Regions from separate parts of the Pan troglodytes genome. Here region 1 is linked to region 2. A link is a contact called in public Hi-C data. All regions are on one chromosome and are shown on one strand. The core of a region is the stretch at or near the end of the contact, and the rest is flanking DNA. Distances in the headings are between cores, read along the strand shown.

Region 1 (3,535 bases), core at 539-3,038, 410 kb after region 2:
AAAAAAAAAAAAAAAAAAAAAAAAAAATCATTTTTATCGTGTCTCTTAATTGATTTGGGGTATTTCTATGATGGGACAAGATGCACTTTCAATATAAAAATATTATGTATTTGTAAATACTTTTCAATAGTAGAAGAGGAAGGGCTGGGTGCCCTGCCTCACACCTGTAATTCCTGCACTTTAGGAGGCCGAGGCGGGCAGATGGCTTGAGGTCAGGAGTTCGAGACCAGCCTGGCCAACACAGTGAATCCCCGTCTCTACCAAAGATACAAAAATTAGCCGAGTGTGGTGGCAAATGCCTGTAATCCCAGCTACTCGGGAGGCTGAGGCACGAGAACTGCTTGAACCTGGGAGGTGGAGGTTGCAGTGAGCAGCGATCACGTCACTGCACTCCAGCTTGGACCACAGAGCGAGACTCTGTCTCAAATAAATGAATAAATAATAGAAGAGGAGATTAATTACTACTATTAAAGGCAGATAATCTTTTAAGTTTTTTTCTTTGTGATTGTGCTTTGTAGATAATCTTTGTTTATTGAAATAGTTCTTACAAACTATGAACTTAATAAGAAGCACTATCTAGTCATTGGATATCACATTCTCTAGCATCAAAGTTCATAACAACCTTCCAAAAACGAAACAGGAGGCTAGACGTGGTGGAATGACACTAAAAATTAAACTCTGTAGAGTGCCTAAATTTCTACCTAATTATCCATAATCTAAACTATATATTATACCACAAAATCAGTCCATTCTGGTCAAATACTCTCTTCTCATCTAATAAACAGCAGTCAGTCTTGGCTTCTCTGTAACTGAGTGACTAATGAGCTCCTAAAAAAAAAAAAAGTCCTGCGGAAACCAAGAACAGACTATAGGACTGATTCTCAATGTTTACAGTTTAATTTCATCTGCAGAGCATTTGCCAAACAGTATCTCTTCCGTACCTCATCTGATCCTCGGCAATCCCGTTAGGCAGTCAGAGCGGCTTTTATCTTGATGCTACCTACAACTGGGGCTCAGGAGGGGTTCCCGATTGACCAGTGCAAGACTAACAGTTAAAGCTCTTCAGACAAAAATTTTATGCAGTGATGAACAAAAGCTCCTCGTTTGATAGGTAAGCCCCTGGGTACGCTTATATGTGCGTCTGAAACAAAACACTCTGAATTTGGAGTCCGGAAAAAAGCTGACACTACAAGGTGCTGGGCAGTTAAAGTTCTCTGCCAGTCTGGGAAAGGGGCCAAGATGCCCTTTAAAACTTAAGACCTTCCTCTCAGAACTTAAGGAGATCCCTGCCCTTCCAGCTGAGCAGTCGAGGATTACGGTCAAGCAGAGCTGTGCTCTTAGCAGGTTCTCGAATCCCTTTTTCCTTTCACTTTCTCCCCAGGTACCCTGATCCCCCACCCCTCAACGCTTCCGTGTTTGTCAAGAAGCCCACCTGGTCTTCTAGACCTGAAGCGGCAGGACCCTCCGTTCCCAATAATACAAGTCACCAAAAGGAGCGTCCCAGAGTCCAGTTTTACCTTCATGTGCCTCTCACTCACTTCAGGCCCAGGCCAGGTTACCGCAACCACTTCACTTTAATGTCCGCCTCCCGGCGCTTCAGACTCAACCACAATATTCAAACCCAAGCCACTTTCCTCAGCGCTTCGTTTCATTGGCTGCCGCTCGCGTGATGTCATCACGTCGGACGCTGTCACGGCTCGCGGCAGCTTGGCGCCAAGAAGCTCAGCCTGGCTGCGCAGGGGAAGCTCTTTGCTTGCTCGTCACCGTGGCAACGCGCGCGGCCGTTTCCGGAGGCGGTGGCCAAAGTGGGCGGGGCTAGGCCGGAGCTGCTGGTGGGAGGCAGCCACTTGAGATCACCAGGCCTCCTGTAGACCGGCGGGTGCAGGGCCCGGTCCCAGAGTTAAGGGTGTGAGTGAGACTGCTGCGGGCAGGGGTTGGCCTATGCCCTCTGCTAGGGGTAGAGGTGGAGTTTGGGTGTGGATTAATGGGTTCTGGGTGTTTATTTTCTTTTCTCTGAGTAGTGAGGCCTCCAAGAAGTTGTAGGGACCTGTTTCTTCCAGACACATTAATATGGGCCAAAATGTGGGGTCTCTTCACCTGAATTAATTGGAGATCTTTTGGGTTGAGGCCTCAGGCTTCATTTCTCAGGACTTCCAGGCCTACTCCCATTAGTACTGACCGTGAAACTATTTTCTGTTTGGTTACTTTTTACATTCTCTGTCTAATGATGGCATAACAAAATAAATTTAAAGATTTTGGCTTGGTTTGTTATTAGGTGAAGTGATTTTTTTAAGTCCCAGGTTATAGATATTATTTCAGCATAGACACTTTAAAAAGAGAGAAAATACCTGGAACAAATCGGAAATACGTTTGCTAAAATAACTTTATTTGGCAGGGTGTTTTTAATAACAGTATCTGAATTTCATTGTTCTATATATTACTGTTATTGTATCCATTTAGCAATTATTTAGATTTTAGACACAATAGTATGCAATGGAATCAAACTCTTCCCTCTTGGAGCTTATATTTTGTGGATTCAATATCACTTTATAAATAGGATGACTCATACCCATGCAGAGTATTATAAATGCAACAATATATGGAAACCTCTGTATTATTGACATTTATTTCCTGTTGAGGAAAATCGGGAGTATTGTGTACTGTATGTGATGCATGTTATATTATTGTTTCTGATCACTAGACAGAGGATCAATAAAGCTACTACTTATTTTTGGCTGTATTACGTGTATCTTAGCTAATGAAATGGTTATTTGTGTGCTGCTGGTCTTGGTAATAAAATCGAGATGTCTTTATTTCCAGTAAGAACTCATTGTATAGTACTTTACGTTTTGACTTCCCAGGTATTTTATTAGTCTCTTTACATATGGTCTCTCAGTTAATTCTCAAAACAGCCCATGAGACGTAGGTAATATTTTCATTTTTCTGAGAGAAAACTGAAGTTTTCAGAAAATTCCTAACACAAAATTTTGTCTTGAACTATACAGGCAAGGCAATTCAGAATTGAGTCATTTGTCTCTGAAATACTTTCTGGATTAAGTGACATTAAGAGAATATCTTAATCCAGTCTGAAAATATGCATATTTTGCCAGTTGCTTGTAAAATTGCATGGATCATTGGTGAAGAATAGAAGTGTTTTAAAGTTTGTCTTTTTTGACACCCACATTGTATAAGGTTTATCAGTGCCACAGATGTTTTCACACCTAATCCAAGTACTTTAGATTTCAAATTCAGTGTTACACTTGCCATTTAACAGTGTTCAGATGATGAGGTCCATATTTTAAAGGAATTGTACATTTGGTTAAAGCAGAGAGATTTTGACATTACAATCAATCCCACTACTGTGCCACCTTGCTCCTTGTAGTTTCTAAACATAGAGCTAATGAGACAGAAATTCCCACTTTTAGTTAAAAATTGGAGTATAACTGCTGTGTTATCAGAACACAAGTTTAATATACTTTCATTGTAAACCAAAGAGTAGAGATAAGGATAAATGAAAAGTTAGATTTAAAGTTGT
Region 2 (3,583 bases), core at 51-2,550:
AAGCTTCCCTCCCACTCCCCCCGCAAGTCGGCGCGGGGACCACCCACCCCCCTGGAAGGATTCCTAGCCTAGCCCCAGCACCCTCCCCTCAGTCAGGACCCGCGACAGCTCTGGCCCCCTAAGTCTCTCTCGACTACTCCTGGGCTGGGGGAGGGCTGCGAGGGATCCCCGGGTCGCCGTCTTTGCTCCCATCACGCAGCTCTGGGTCTCCTCCAGGCCTTCTCTCCTCTACTTCGTGACTTCCCCGGGTCCCTTTTTCCCTGTTGGTGCCGGCTGACCTTCTGGGTTGTGGGATGGGGGAGAAAACTCCCCAAGAGTAACTCCAAATCGTCCCTTCTACCGGAGGGGAGGAAAGAAGGAGACTGGCCTCGTCCCACAACTTTGGGGTGGGGGATCCCCCAGTCAACTCTCTCCCGCGGACGGGCAGCTCCTGCACCAAGCCCCATTCCCGGCGCTTGCCTACCTCGGGGTCCACACAAACCTCAAGGGTCCCCGGCGGCGGAGTCACATCGTGGTTCCCATTCTGGCTCCAGCGCCCAGCCCCGGTCCCCGTCGCCGTGCTCCTCCCCGCCGGCCCCACAGCAGCCGTGGCAGCTGCATTCAAGTGTCTCATTAAAGCCCCCCGAGCAGGAGGTGGAGGGGCGCACCGGGCTGGCTCCTCTGTCCGGCCCGGGAGCCCGAGGCGCTACGGGGTGCGCGGGACAGCGAGCGGGCGGGTGCGCCCGGGCGCGGCGGCGGCAGCGGCGGGGACCCGGAGCTCCAGGCTGCGCCTTGCGCCCGGGTCAGACATTATTTAGCTCTTCGGTTGAGCTTCGATTGGTCAAACGGCGCCGCCCCCCCGCCCCCCGCTCGCCCGCGCTACCGGTACCCGTTCGGGGCGGCCGCTTAAAGGGAACGCCGCGTCTTTTCCTCGCGCGGGGAACCGAGGGGCGCCCGGGACTCCCCGCTCCCCCGGGGCCTGTCCTCACCTCCTCCCCTAGGGCCCCGCGACATCGCCCTGCGAGTCCTGCGCCCTCCTGGGGCGCCTTGGACAGGACGCCCGCGGCTTCGAGGGGTGTTCCAGCCCCAGCCTCAGCCCCGGGGAACCCCGCGTCCCGCGCCCTCTGCAGAAACCCCGGCTGTGGGCGCTGGGGCGGGAGGGAGCGAGTGAGAATCGCATGCCCCGAGGTCTCGCTCCCCTAGCTTTCAACTCTCCCCTTCCTCCCCATCCCAGCACCCAAGTTCTCTGGGAGAGGGCGTGCGTTTCCCGGGCCACAGACACACCTTCCCGCACCTTCCTGCACTACGGAGCTTGCGAACGCGAGCACACAATGAAATCGCACAGAGCATGGGGGCTATTGGTTTACTCTGCTGCCTTAAACACGCCGGCTTAAACAGAGTTCGCGCACTGACCTCTCTAGAGTTTGCCTAATAGGAATTCAATCAAGATAATAACAGCATTTTTTATTGATGAACGCCCCCAGATAACGTTACACCAAGTTACTTGTTCCAGCCAGGAAGCCCAGGCAATGACAGACCTCGCTAAAGCCACACGCTTTCTAGCCGACCAAACAGAAAAACGGAAAGAGAAAGAAAGAAAACAAACCCACCTTTTCAGTCACTACTTGTCAAAGTAACCATCAAGGCAGCTGCTCCGGGAAAGACTTCGGCCCCAAAACTCCCACACTCTATTATTTTTTCACGTTCCCTTCGCTTAATTAAAGGGGGGAGGGGGCGCGAGTCTTTGGTGCCCGGTATGTACTCCTTCTGTTCTGCAGCAAAGAAGTTAAATTATTGATAGTGGAAATTGCATGGCGGAGGTAATACTCGCACCCCATCAGCGAGAAGCTCCATTTGATCTCGGCAGAGGCAGGGAGATTTCATGCTAGTTCGCCGGGGGGAGCGGCAGCGAGAGCAGCCCTCTCCGCGGTGAATGGGAAAGTGGGTGGGAGTCCACGAGAGGGCTCCACGGTGCCTTGACGTGCGCTGTCATATGATACCTCCGCTGCCTCGAAATAGACACTCTAGTGCACGAATTACCAGAATCAAAATTCAGCGCATTTAAAATGATACATCTTTTATTAGAAGAGTTCCGTTCCAGGGCATTGCATGCTTTTGCAGATGTTTTCACTTCCAGCCCCAGCAAACACACGTATAAGCTAACCCTTTTAATAACGAACCAGGGCAGCCAAGATAAATAAAAAGTCTTCTGCTTTAACCAGAGTGGGGGTAGGTGATTCGAGGGTGGGGGCAGAACTGGCTCAGTTAATCCTCCCCCGCCCTCCACCCCCACCACTTCCCGCAGCAAAAGAGCAAATAGCCTTTCGGGTTCTCATTTGCCTGTAGCCAAGACCCTTGAAGAGAACTTATATGGCTAAGGTCCAGAGGACATTTTCAATTATCCATTTGATGAACTCTGTCAACCGTCTACCTGTGTTTCTGCTTTAAAGCTGAATTTTCTTCTCATTAGTTCAACCAATTTGTGCAGACCTTAAAATTTAGAATAAAGAATAAGACAGCAGTACCGTACTTAACTTGGAGTCCCTGGACCTCCTCGGAGCATAAAAATCACCTGGGTGAGTGTTAAAATGAAGGTCCCTCCTCCTGAAATTGTGATTTAGTAGGGGTGGGGCAGGGCCCAGGAGTTATAATTTTAATAAATACCACAAGCAATTCGAATGCAGACAATCTGAAGTCACACTTTGAGAAACACTCTCTTGGGGGTACAACACTGGGTATCAGAGGAATCTCCCACCAAGCCCACACCCAAATTCTGCAGGCAGCTTTCTGTGTGTGTGTGTTTTTCTGTAATCTCAAAGGGGTTTGACCTAATAATTGCGAAGACTATTGCTGTAAGAATTTCCCTAAAGACTCCAACATTAATTTTGCTAAAGGGAAAGATTTATAAACAGTTTCCTTTCCTGGACCCTCTTGTGGTTACCAAGAATGTGCTGTTGAACTGAATATATAATATTATTACATACTCAGTTCAATTTACCTAAGGGTTTACAGTTAGCAAAATGAATTCACTAACATTAGCTATTTTAGAACTTCTAAAGACTAGTGACAGAAATTATTTACCCGTTTTATAAAAGAAGAATCCGATCCTCTGCCAGGAAATAATTTACCCACGTTCACACAGTGAAGTACCAGGGACAAGACTTCAGTGAACTCAAGAATTCCTGCTAGAAATAACCCTGCTTCCATCTCCCCCACCCCCTAAGTGAAGCTATCTGTTCCTTGGAAGTGTTATCAGAATGTGTGATCATTCAGAGCGCCTTTGCAAATTGTTGGACTAAATAGTCAAATTATTCAAATATATGCATATTCTTCGAGTGTCACACATTTAGCTTTGCACCTCTGTCAACTTGACAGAGCACATGACCAATACAAACTACCCTACAGCACAGATGGCAGAGTTTATTGTGGAATATTTAATGTATGTGAAATACGCAGGCTAACCAGAAAGCAATAAAGGACAGAGGGCATGAAGCTGGATACCGTTACCCCAGAGACCCTCTGCGTTGGTTCCCAGGTTGTAAGCTGAATGCAGGCACAATTTCTTTTAGTAGCACAATACAATTTAAAAGGCTAGTGTTATACA

The links. Hi-C and Micro-C count contacts between places; a contact is called where the count stands out from the background.
Region 1: a Hi-C map of stem cell-derived neural progenitor cells shows a contact between it and region 2, with 4 times the contacts expected there. The contact joins the promoter of KIF18A here to the enhancer-like site in region 2. A contact is called at or near these places in 2 of 7 Hi-C or Micro-C datasets (blood and stem cell-derived neural progenitor cells) and 1 of 1 datasets of contacts at active chromatin or transcription factors (stem cell-derived excitatory neurons).

The regions. Positions count from the first base shown.
Region 1 is chr9:32,113,259-32,116,793 of NHGRI_mPanTro3-v2.0_pri, forward strand. KIF18A (kinesin family member 18A) reads right to left here and starts at 1,789. Exons shown (of 17, transcript XM_016920599.4): 1 at 1,518-1,789. METTL15 (methyltransferase like 15) reads left to right here and starts at 1,693. Exons shown (of 7, transcript XM_003312973.7): 1 at 1,693-1,906.
Region 2 is chr9:31,704,656-31,708,238 of NHGRI_mPanTro3-v2.0_pri, forward strand. No RefSeq gene overlaps it. Among named protein-coding and RNA genes, the nearest start is that of BDNF, 45 kb to the left of the region's middle. Within about 2 kb of position 1,301, at least 5 of the 24 cell types and tissues checked have an H3K27ac peak or open chromatin away from gene starts, as enhancers often do. A contact at or near this core is called in stem cell-derived neural progenitor cells, where this site is marked.